Regions from separate parts of the Arachis hypogaea genome. Here region 1 is linked to region 2. The links are chromatin contacts, called in public Hi-C maps. All regions are on one chromosome and are shown on one strand. Each heading gives the region's core, a stretch centred on a gene start, on an enhancer-like site or on the middle of the called end of the contact. The rest is flanking DNA. Distances are from core to core; before and after follow the strand shown. Region 1 has its middle 9.0 kb from the start of LOC112771818. Region 2 holds the start of LOC112772050 (probable beta-1,3-galactosyltransferase 2).

What was found. Hi-C and Micro-C count contacts between places; a contact is called where the count stands out from the background.
Region 1: a contact with region 2 is called in a Hi-C map of an unstated tissue, with 4 times the contacts expected there. The contact joins the enhancer-like site here to the promoter of LOC112772050 in region 2. A contact is called at or near these places in 3 of 8 Hi-C or Micro-C datasets (leaf and an unstated tissue).

Annotation. Positions count from the first base shown.
Region 1 is chr18:7,914,437-7,920,744 of arahy.Tifrunner.gnm2.J5K5, reverse strand. No RefSeq gene overlaps it. Among protein-coding and RNA genes, the nearest start is that of LOC112771818, 9.0 kb to the left of the region's middle. Within about 2 kb of position 3,029, at least 3 of the 3 cell types and tissues checked have open chromatin away from gene starts, as enhancers often do.
Region 2 is chr18:7,872,797-7,879,412 of arahy.Tifrunner.gnm2.J5K5, reverse strand. LOC112772050 (probable beta-1,3-galactosyltransferase 2) reads left to right here and starts at 2,893. Exons shown (of 11, transcript XM_025816937.3): 1 at 2,893-3,408; 2 at 4,515-4,611; 3 at 4,696-4,769; 4 at 4,856-5,067; 5 at 5,166-5,229; 6 at 5,461-5,533; 7 at 5,636-5,756; 8 at 5,856-5,943; 9 at 6,026-6,151; 10 at 6,260-6,369; 11 at 6,560-6,616. The coding sequence starts at 3,293.

The sequences.
Region 1 (6,308 bases), core at 1,780-4,279, 41 kb before region 2:
TTAGGGATTCTTAAAATGGACCACCTCTTCTTCAGCAAACCAAAGCATCGCTCAATGATATTCCTGGCGGAAGAATGAACCCTATTAAAATATTCTTGGTAATTGCACGGTGCATTTGCTCCTTGGGCCCACTCTCTAACATGATATCGAGTGTCTCTATACAGTGCTAGAAACTCCGGACCATTGGTGTAACCAGCATCAACTAAATAGTAATACCTGATTGCAAATAAGTAATGCAAACAATATAAGCTTAACTATCGTGAACTCAAGCTATATGTATAGACTTAACTCCAAAGATGGCATAATTACCGTGGGGTATCTTAAGACTATTACGACGAGTTATTGCATCTTGAAGTACCCGTGAATCAGATGCCGATCCCTCCTATCCACTGAGTACATAAACAAAACTCATCTCCTGGTTACACACTCCTAAGACGTTGGTGCAGATTTTACCCTTTCTTGTTTGGTATCTTACATTCTCATACTCGGGGACTGTCACCTCTATATAAGTGCCATCTAATGCTCCCAAGCAACCTTATCATCCATAGAAAGTTATGATACTTAGATATAGAATTCTTCAGGCAAATATGAATCATACACAACATCGAGTAAGCTCTACCTTAAACCTTATCCATGTGGGGTCAAGACAATCCTCTTCAACTGGTGTAGCCTTAGCAAACAAAATGCTTTGAATACGTATTACAGCATTCAAAACTTTATTAAAATACTTACTCACTATCTCTCTGGACCTACAAAATCTAACCTGTAGACTACGATTTTTTTTTGTGATGTGCTAAGATAATTAAGAAAGTCGCAACCTGCTCCGGCAGGCTTACATGATCATCCTCTTTAAGTCGTCCGTGAACTTGGAGCAACTCACACAAATTAGCAAAGGCATTTGTGTTTATTCTCAACTCCCAAATACAATTCCTATCACCCTCACCAACAATACGCTCTAAAGCCTCACGTCTAATTCTACTATTCATTCTTCCGCCTAACGACAGTTGGCCACTAGTTCTATCCCTAAAGTAAACAAATAGCGTAAGCACAAAGAACAACATCAAATCTTCATGCTTGGATCTCATCTCTTCATAAAAACACATGCGTTGCTTAATAATTTTTTACCACTCCATTTCTTCCTAGCAAAGTCATTACATTAAAAAACGCATAAACATTCAAATAAATCTAATACTTCTTGATGCAAAATCTGCTATATCTTCTTAGAACCGAAAACAAAATCAAGAAACTGGAACCAATAGACAGTTAACACTATTTACTTCTCAATTTTAATTTAGTTTCAATTGGAAATCAAAACAGGAAATACAATAGAAACACACATTAAATGAAAATATCAATTTTCCTCTCTCATTTTATATACTGAAAGTGACTTTTTCATGTATTTTAAGCAAATCAAAGTCTTCCAAAAGCTATTGTGGTTTAGATTAAAAGAGTTGTGTTAAGAGTTATTACTTCGAATCATCCATGATTATCATACAAACTATATTAATGTCGTTGAGATTATTCATCCTAAGGAGTTAACCAAGAAAACATGAAAAGGCTATTAGACTTGTGCAGATTCTGAAAAAAGTAGTTGGAGTTATACTAACTAACAACATCTTAACAAGTCACGCAACTAAAAAGAGAAAAGTTAATTAGACTTGTGCAGATTAAATAATTCAAATGAACTTAATAATCATTAATTTTGAAGATTCAATAGACTCAAGACTATCTTACCTTTTACAGCTAAAATAAAAATTCTACTTCATTTGATAAGAGAGGGGTTTAGTAAAGATAATAGCAATTTAGTCAACTCCTGAAATATGTTAAATTTGCAAAACTGATGCTGATTAATACGTTCTCCTAACAAAGTGCAACCCAATTTCAAATAAAGTGCTTGGTGCAATTGTATAAAATTTTATTAGCTATAAATTAGTCCTAGAGTGCCACTACTCTTTAAACTACAACTAAGCTAACAAATTTTTCATCCGTAGCAATTTCAGAAATCAGTGTGAGTGAGTTGGTTATAGCCACAACAATCATACATTTACAAAATAATTTACATAATTTCACATTAAACAGACGTAAATTATGCAAAAAGAGCATCAAAAGTTCAAAATCAAAAGCTGCATAAACATGAATTCCAAAAAAACTAAACATGACCAAAACCAATTCATAAGAAGCACAACACAAACGAAATTAATGAAACAAGACATAAGAACATAGAACCAAATCCACAAAAGCTATCTACGCATCTATACATTAGAACAAAGAACCAAATCGCATTGAAGAGAGAAAAAGAAAGATTCTTTCTATGCATCTAGTAGAACAAAGAACCAAATCCACAGAACGTAAGTCGCGACATAAAAAAATGAACAAAATCAATAAAGAAATTTGGCCACAACTAACCTAGGTTACACAAGCTATGACGATGACAAGGAAGCTGTTGAACTCGACAGCAACAGGGGAGACTTTTTCAACTGGGTTCCTCGAATGTTGTCCTGTGAAGAAGAAAATGAAGACATGAAAACTTGCGGCCTAGGAAGATGAACTTCGATGGCGACTCACTTACCTTGCGATGGTTATGACGGCGGCGACAAGGTGGCTGTCCTGACACTGGCGATGCACAAGGTGCACTTCGAAGAACAAATGAGAAGATTGAGTGAGGGGGCTGCTCATACTGAAGTCCTAATCTGATTTGAAGAAAGGGTAAAGTTAACATTAGTTAATTAGGATAGGGATATTTTAGGTACAAAATATTATTAAAGTTTCTATCTCTATCTTTAAAAATCTCAGTCTCCAGTGTCCCTACTTTTTGGAGGTACTAAAATATTAAAATTTTTTAGATAGAGACACAAATTTAAGTACCAATCTCTAACTCAACAAATATAATACTGAGTTCTTGTCTTCCAGTCTCAGTTTCAGTTTTTGCAAACAAACCCTACCTTAATGTATGAACCTATAGACCGCGGCTAAATAGCTCTATCTAGGCAGCTTCGGTGTGGAATGTAGAGCCTATCCCGTGAGGCTTAGGTGGGTCCATGGGTGTTTAACAGGCCAGGGGTGGTTTGGGCCAGAGTGCCAAATTGATTAGGTTGAAGTGGAAACTGTGAGGGATTACGTAGGAAAGTTATAGAGCCAAATGGACCAAAAAAAAAAAAAAAAAAAGAATGGCGTAGCTTATACAGGCGGGGCCAACACGTGCTGGAAATTTATAATTACCTGAGGATTACATGACCAAAAACAAGAGAAAGGACACGGCTATTTTGGTTTAATTATTGGGGTGTGGATACCTTGTGCATCAATTTATCGTGTAAATAGTCACACACAAAAAAAATTATCGTGTAAATTGTGATAGGATTAATTAATTTAGATTGGTTGAGTGATCAGTTTATTAATCTGCTTAAATAAGTGTTGGGATTCGAATATCGTCTTGTGTATGCAATAACTTATTAGCCAATAACAAACACTTAAATGGAGTTCAAATCAACAACAGATTAATTTTTAGTCTATTAGAATGGAAGATACCATAAACAACAACAAAAAATTGTAAATGAGTGTTTATAGTAAGAGTAATTTATGTTAATAAATTGATTGGAAACTAATATTATATCTATATCTTGAATAGAAATTGATCATACATTTGTCCTAAATAAATTTATATAAATTAAATCAAATAAACTCAATTTACGCATATAAATCGATTCACTAATTCAATTTATGCACAAATATTCAGTGTTTTTGATTTACTAATAGAGAGATAGAGAATGATAAATCGAAAGAATATGTTCTGATTTACTTAAAATGACTAGTATACTTATTGCAATACCCAATTCATTCTTAAAATGATGGCTAAAAAGATCAAAAGAATAGTGACCAAGAAAAAGCTATCTATATTAGTATGTGAATATGATGAAAATAGTAGGATAAAAAAATAAAATTAAATAAAAAAATTTTATACATAAAAAAATTGAGTTAAATAAAAATAATTTATTAATAATTTTTAATTTTTTATGTAAAAAATTAATAAGAACTTATGTTATTGTTAAAAGAATTTGATATCAAAATTAAAAAATTTTTTGTGTTACAATTAAAAAATTTGTGTCACGGTTAAAAAATTTTAGTATTATTTTTTGATAAATTATGCATAACTGAAAATTTCTCTTCTTCGTGATCATTATCTTTTCCTTTTTTTATTCATCTTCTCTTTTTTATTTCATCTTCTCATCATTTTTTTTGTTTTACCCTTTTATAAAAATAAAAAAAAGAAAAAATTAAACAAAAAAGAAAAAAAATACATAATGCTGTAAAATCACCACGAAGAGGAAGAGAACAAGAAAAAAATGCAGCAACATACAACGGCATCAATAAAAGAACGACGATGAGGAGGAAACATGCGAGGAGGAAGAAGAGGAAAAAAAAGAAGAATCACAGATACAAATATTCACATTAGTGGAGAATTAGAGTGTGTAGACATGCTCTCACTAATAAAATTGATTTTTGTTAAAAAAAATATTATTTTTATATTTTATTTAATTATTTTAGCCTTATGTATAATAATTGTTTTGTTAAAAAATTTTCTATCATAAATATTATAGTGTTTCAAGTTTACAATTAAATGATAAAAAATGTTGAATAATTACTTAATAGAGAGAGAGACATTATCTATACCTATAAATATAAAGAGAATTATTGTTGTTTGATTTTAACTTTTGTCTTTTTTATAACTTTTTGTCTCTCACTCAATTATAATGAAGAATCAAAGTTAGTCAATTCTGAATTATATTTTTATAGATTCTTTAATTATACGAAGTTATAATTCTTCTTGTATTCTATAAAAAACAAATAAAAATGTGATCGATGTATACCAAGTGTGTGACAAGACTCGAATATTAATAATAAATATATTATGTAATAGGGTTTAGTTAGCATATATTTTAAGTGCACATGTTATCTAAGAGCACACATTAAAATGATAAATTAAAAAAAAAGTTTTTTTTTTAAAATACAAAAGATTTAAGTTTTTAATGTATTTATTTTATATTTATTAAATAAAAATATTTAAAATTTTTTACTAATGATAAATTTATCATGTGCCCTCATGATACATATTAACTAAACCCTATGTAATATCACCAACACATTGAAATAGAAAGAAAATATTTTACATTAATATATTTTTTCATGTTTAGTTAAATTAGTAAAAACTTGATTAATATATTTTAAATTTTTAATATTTAAATATATTCATTTTGATTTTCTTATTATTTTTTATGTATTATTTTTATCTCACTACTAAAATTTGTTGGATTTGTCACTTCATGAAGAGGACGAGTTGAAAAAAATTGGTTGCACTATTTGTAACAAGTTATAATTAGTGCGGAAGTTATGGAAATAGTGTACTCTAAATGTGTGGAAGAAGATGGGTTTTAGTGTCGATAAGAACAAGGATTGAAGCTTTGGTTCGCACATGAAGATAACAATGCAAAATTTGGATGATTTGTATGAAATGTCGAATGTTACTAATCCAATTAGCATTAGATCATGAATATCAAATGTTCTTATAGAGGTTGGGCGGTGTATAACTCGTTCGTTGATGAGTATTTGCAAACTTTCTATCGGGATGAGTTATACGTCAGTAAGGAGAGAACAAGAGGCTAGATACCTGCAAAAGAAACTCCGATGCTCAAGTCAGTAAGTGAGTAATAAGCTTTGTAGAAAATGTAATGAATCAAATAAACATTTTACCTCCGTTTTATATTTTGGGATGAAGCATCGGGCAGTTATACTCTCAATAATTCGCATTAATGGAGAGTAATAGCATATCAGGGTGTTATAATATTTCTTTTGGTGCCCGTTATTAATAACTGATCTATAACGTCGAGTTATAGTATTAAGGACGAGTTATAACGACCATATAACGTATACTGTCGAGTTATAGTATTAAGGACGAGTTAAAGCGGCCATATCATAGCCCCCAAGCTTAGCCTAGCTATATTTTGGTAAAGCAAGTTGAGCTTTTTTAGTTATAACTCGGCGGTTTGAGTTATAGGTATGGAGCCTCATATCAACTTACTTTATTAAAATAAGGAATAAAATAATTTGAATTTCAAACGTGATTTGAAGTTAACGTGTATTGGAAAGTGTAGCAGTCTTGTCATTGATTGTGCCTTTGGTTTTTCCAATGTAATTTTGAACCGTTGATTTAATAGATGCAACGATTAGGATTTTTCATGGAACTAAATAGTTTTATTAAATGTAGCATTGCTTTCCTATTGAAGCATTTTGGAGTCTTAAAGGCATGAGTAAAA
Region 2 (6,616 bases), core at 1,644-4,143:
CCTTAACGTTTTTGTTCGTATTATAATCGTCCTTTTAATTTTTTTGGACAAAAATACCCTCACCACTACCAACATAATTACTTCTTTCACCACCACCACCACCAACTGCCACTCCACCACCACCAACACCACCACCAATGCTGCCACCGTCCCCCTCCCCCTCCCCCTTCCCCCCACCTCCACCCCGCGTCCCCTCCCCCTCCCCGTCTCCCCCTTCCCCCACCCCACGTCCTTTCCCCTTTCCCCTCCCCGTCCCCGCCTCCCCTTCCCCCTACCCCGCGTCCCCTCCCCCTCTCCGTCTCTCCTTCCCCCCACCCCAAAAAGAAACAGAAATAGAGAAACAGAAATTCAAGTAACAAATTAACAAATTCAAGTACAAAGCTAAATCAACAGAGAAATACAAAGCCAAATCAGAAATTCAAAGCACAAAGAAGAGATCTGGTTCGAAGAAATTCAAATCAACAGAGGAGCATGCTTGAACGGCGGCGGTGAGCTCTGATTCGAGGAGATCCGAGACAAGAAAGAAGAGAAGGACGGGAGAGGGTCGCGGTTGATCTGGACAGAAGAGAGGCAGCGGCGGGACGACGGCTTCCCTTCCTCCTTCATCGTCGTCATCATCATTAGAGTTCTGGAGGAGGCGGCGGCGACGACGAGGTAACGGCGGCGACGACAGAGGCTCTCCGGCGCCGTCCCCCTCCCCCTCTCCTCCCTTCCCCCTTCGTATACCCTTTTCTTCCCCCCTCCCCCCCAACGCGTTTTCTTCCCCCTCCCCCAACACGCGTTTTCTTTTTTTTTTTATTTTATAATTTTTATTATTAAAATAGGAATAGGGGTAGTTTAGAAATAAAACAAAAAAATTTATTAAAAAAGACGATTTTAATACGAAAAAAAACGTTAAGGACAATTTTATATCAAAAATTATATGAGGGATGATTTCGATTCTAACTAAAAATTTTAGGGACCAAAACCATAATTACCCCTTAAACATTTAATATTCTATCCAATTACAAAGTTGAGTCAAATCAATTTCCAACAACAAAAATAATTTCTCTTTGCAATAACAATGACAAGGATGTAGGGTATGTAATCAGAGAGCTCAATCCCTACTGTTTTTGTATTTTCTCTAATGTAACAATTAAGTTTCATAATCAGAGTAATTAACTAATTAATGATGGACATGCAGCAAGTTGTAACTAGTTAACAATGGACTCATCATCAGATTGATGCATACATGGGGGAATTGATTTTTTCAATTTTTTTTTAATTATTCAGTAAAGTATGATTTCTTATCTTATATTTTTTAAGTGGAACAAAAAAAATATATAAAAAACATATTAAATAATAAAAAATCACATTTTATTAAATAACTAAAAAATTGAGGAAATTTGCTCTCGCATAAATGACTAAATGGTCTCATCAATTGCATGAAAAAACATGAACGCGTGTCAAGAGATAGTTTCCATTGATCATATTTCTTCCACACGACACGAGAATGGCAGTGAAGAAAATGGTTAATTCTGCCAATCATATAAAAATAGTTAAATACTACTATCAGTATAAAGGCGTCTAAATAATAGAAATGGATTTCTTAAATAGTATTTTAATTTGAGTTCAGCTTTTATCATTAAAAAATAAAAATAAAATGGAATATGGTAATTTGATAACTAGAACGGAGTTTAATTATTGCGTGAAAAAAAGGGTGAAAATTATTTTACTATTATCTATGTAAAAATTTCTATATTGATGCACCAACAGGACAAAATATTTCGAGTTATTATTCAAATTCATATAATTAATATAATTAAATGTACTTATAAAACTGTTTTATATTCACAGTTTATTAAAATTAAATTTATATAATTATTAGTTATAATTTGTAAGTTCATTTTTAGTTGCTAATAATTTTTCAGTCAAATAGTAAAATCCATTAAAACAGAAATGTTTCACAAGACCCATGTCTCCAATTTGAGTTTAGAGAGAGTGACAAAAAGACACCAATTAAATAAGAATATTTTTATTATTGACAATATCAAGTATATATAAAAAATTAACTATCAAATTAGTTATTCATACAAAATATAAAATATATATTAAAAATTATACATATAAAATACATATCTTTTTTATAGTAGATCGAAGTAACCCAACTTAATTTATATAATATTTTCTCTCGTCTATTAATTCGATTTAACTTAAACCGTTTTACGTATATATTCAAAATCTTAGTAAAATCGTTTTTACTTAAAACAATTTACTATGTTACTGTACTAAATCATTTTAGATTAGATCAATATGTATAAAGATATTTTCGAAGCAAAAGTCAAAACAAAATAAACAAGTAATATTAAATCCGAAATGATTTAAAATAGTGATTTATCCAATGTATTCATATACAAATATATTTTTATTTTATCATTCGGTCCTAAATTACGTCAAGTATAAAAAAAAGTATAAATAGACAATAAAAATATTAAACAATATGAATAATGGATGTATCGAATGTTTAATTCATTATGTGTGCGGATGGTTATTCTAATATTAAAATTTAGGTGAATAATTTAAAGTGTAGTATATTTTACTTAAATTGGGCCAATTTTAGAATCCGTTGTAACATAACCCATAAAAAACTTTCACCTACTTAAGTAAATAAGACTGATTTACGCGAATTTCACTTAATAATAAAGATAAAAAACAAATTATTTATTGAAACAAAACAAACAAAACTTGAATTAGTGTTAAATAAACCCCCCAAATATTTGTTTAAAAAAGTCTTCATGTTGGAGTAGAGGGTAGAGAATGAAAGATGCCAAATAGATTAGGAGGGTATAAATGTGAATGCAAGAAACAGTTACCGGAGTAGCAATAAATAAAGAGATCAGAAGGTGGCCCCAAGAAGAATGGTTTGGTAATATGGTGACTATAAAACTGAGCGGTTACAAAGTCTTCTCACTTCTCTTCAACGTCCCTTACCTGCAAAGCCACACACACTCTCTCTCTCTCACACACAAACACATAAAAAGAAAGAGAATAGAACCAACACAAAGCAAAGCATATAACAAAATAGCTGAAACAGAGCATAAAGAAAGGAACAAAACACTTAGAAAAAATAAAAATAAAAACAGAGCACTTCCTCTGTTCTGATTCATCTTCTCCTTCTTTTCAAAGGTGCCCACTTTGAAATTTTCTTCCTTTCCTTCACCATTCGCTGCTCCCGTTCTTACTCCTTTAGAATTGTCAACATGGTTTTCTCATTCTGAGTGTCAACTTGGCAAGTTGTGTTTTTGAAAGGACAATGAATTTGAAGAGCAGAGGAGAGGTTCTTCTTCCTCATAGAAGCTTTTTGTCTCAGAGATGGATGATTTTTCTTTGTATTGGAAGCTTCTGTGCTGGGATGCTATTCACCAACAGGTACATCAATTTCATTCTCTCTGTCATGTCTTATTTCATGTTGTTTTCCAGGTTTCTGATACATAATACCAAACAATATTCTGTTTATGAAAACCAGTCCATGTTGAAAATTTTTAATGGCTTTCTAATCCTGAAGAAGAGGCCTTTTCATATCACACCTCATGTTTAATTTTAATATTTTTCTAATTTTAAAAAAAATTATAATCAGTGTATTTCTGAATTTGGATGACCATTTATTTTGTGAAGAAATTCCAATTTGAAGAAATTTTTTGTCATATAATTTCAAAAAATATATAATTTTTTATCTGTCCTCTAATTTACTCAATTATCTTAAACACCAAAACTCAACAGGATAAGTAGAATGGATCCGAATTCAATTGGCAAAAGTTATCTTCATCTGAACCATGCCATATTTCAGTTTAAGATGCTATTCCTCCTCTATAATAATAACTAGAAGAAAAAGAAGTCAATTTTGGTCAGCACTCAGTACTGCTAATTAATTTCCTGTTCAATTATTTCTACCAATGTTTACAAATCTACCAGCAGGTTGAGTCAGACAACGTTTGTTATTATGGTTGAAAAAATAATTTACAGTTTATCCTAACTACTAGTTACTTCACATATATACATATCATACTCACTAATCAATGAGGAAGAAGACTTCTGACACCTAATAATTGATTGGCACCTCTAATCTCTAGTGACTAGTCTATTCTGCGGTAGTTGTAACTGAATCCCTTATTCATATTTACTAGTTGTTGAAACGTTTAAAGATGTATCCTTTTCAATTTTGAGATCTGTCATATTTAGTAATATTAAATAAAAGATATAGTCTAACTTACTCGGAGGTGCTTTAATTCTTTAATTGCATCTTTTTGTCCTTGATTGTTACTAATTGTTAGTATCATATTAAGCACATGGTGATGACTTCATTAATGTGTTACAACTAAATAAATGTAACAACTTTGATTATTCAATTGTTTTCAGGATTCTTAATTTGACTATGAGTTAGCATGTTTATGTTACCCTACTTTGGTACTTGCCATAGGAAGTTGTTAGAGATGGTTATTTTTGGTTCCTTTCTGATAAAAATGTGTTAACAACAGGATGTGGACTATTCCCGAACCTAAAGGACTTGCAAGGACAACAGCTATGGAAGCTGAAAAATTGAATGTTGTTTCGGAGGGTTGCAATTCAAGAATTGTAAGCTTATGTTACATAACATTAGTCTTCATAGTCACTTGTTATGTTTTGAATTCAGTGTTTGATAATCTGAAATTCCTTTAGTTGCAAGAAAAGGAAGTGAAGCGCGAAACGAGAAGCATCTATAAGGAAGTTTTCAAAACACAAAATGCCATGCAGTAAGTTATATACCATGATGCTGTTGTGTTGTGTTGTGTGCTGCTAAATTTTCATTTCAAGGCTTATGTGATTGTGTTGAATGTAGAACATTGGACAAAACTATTTCAAACTTGGAGATGGAGTTAGCTGCTGCAAAGGCAGCTCAGGAGTCGATTCGCAATGGCGCTCCTCTATCAGAAGATATAAAGGCAGTTGAATCAACTCCTAGGAGAAGGTACCTCATGGTCATAGGAATCAACACTGCTTTTAGCAGCAGGAAAAGAAGAGACTCCGTCCGCCAAACCTGGATGCCTCAAGGTTCATAATTTGATCCATCAATTCTAGTATTCTGCCACCATTTTCACAATATTCGTTGTGGTTTCTGATTATCTGTTCTTGTGGTAACATGGAAATAGGTGAGAAAAGAAAGAAGCTAGAGGAAGAGAAAGGCATTATCATCAGATTTGTAATTGGTCATAGGTAAACTATCTCATTTTTCTTTTGTAATTTCTATGATTTTATAATTGGTCATAGGAAGAGAAATGCTTACATTAGATCATCTAATTTGAACTAATATAGAAGTTTATAGAACCAACAATCCTATTTTTTCATTGGGATACACTTGAATATTTCCAGTGTTCATAATTATATTGAATGAATTGTAAATTGAAGCTTTCTTCTAATTCTTCCTTTATTCCCCTCTTTCTCCAGTGCTACATCAGGTGGTATATTAGACAGAGCTATAGAAGCAGAAGATAGGAAGCATGGAGATTTCTTGAGGCTGGTAAATAATGTTACTCTTTGTCATGTTTTTCTCATATCATGGTTACAATTTCTAAAAGAAAAACTAGCAGATTGTGTAAAAAACTGTGGTTTGATTTTGCAGGATCATGTTGAAGGGTACCTTGAATTATCAGCAAAGACAAAGACCTACTTTGCAACTGCTGTTAACTTATGGGATGCTGATTTCTACATTAAAGTTGATGATGATGTTCATGTAAATATAGGTATCAAAATTTGATCTCTACATCAAATTACTACTCATATCAAACAAGGTTTCATGTTTACTTTCTTAGCATCATACTCATTATTCACTCCCTTTTCAGCAACACTTGGAGAGACTCTAGTTAGACACCGGTCGAAACCACGAGTATACATCGGATGCATGAAATCCGGGCCTGTTCTTTCCCAAAAGTGAGAATTATTTTCATCTATAGGATTTTGAGTTTGTGATTACTTCACTTCTACAGCTTCTTATGTGCCTAAATTCCTGCAGAGGTGTAAGGTACCATGAACCAGAATACTGGAAATTCGGTGAGTCTGGAAACAAGTACTTCCGCCATGCCACAGGACAGTTGTATGCCATTTCAAAAGATCTTGCTACATATATTTCAATGAACCGGTGAGTCCTTACTCCTTAGCTGCTTCTTCAAATTTATGGACAAAATTAAATGTTGGTAACATCATGATCCCCATTTATAATGACTTATTTGTACTTGTTTTGTCTCAGGCATGTTCTTCACAAGTATGCCAATGAAGATGTCTCACTAGGCTCATGGTTTATTGGACTTGATGTGGATCATATTGATGATAGGAGACTCTGCTGTGGCACTCCACCAGGTGATTTTTTTTCCTTTGGTTATCGAATCGTTATAAAATTCAATTTATATTACACTGTCATCCAATCACATATCGTCAAATAATCAAAAGTACATACTTAGTAATAGCTAACATGTGATTAGATGACCATGTAAAATACTTGAATTAATAGTTCCAAATTGATTCTCACGTTTGGTGACTGTTGTTGCAGATTGTGAATGGAAAGCTCAAGCAGGGAATGTGTGTGTAGCTTCATTTGATTGGACAT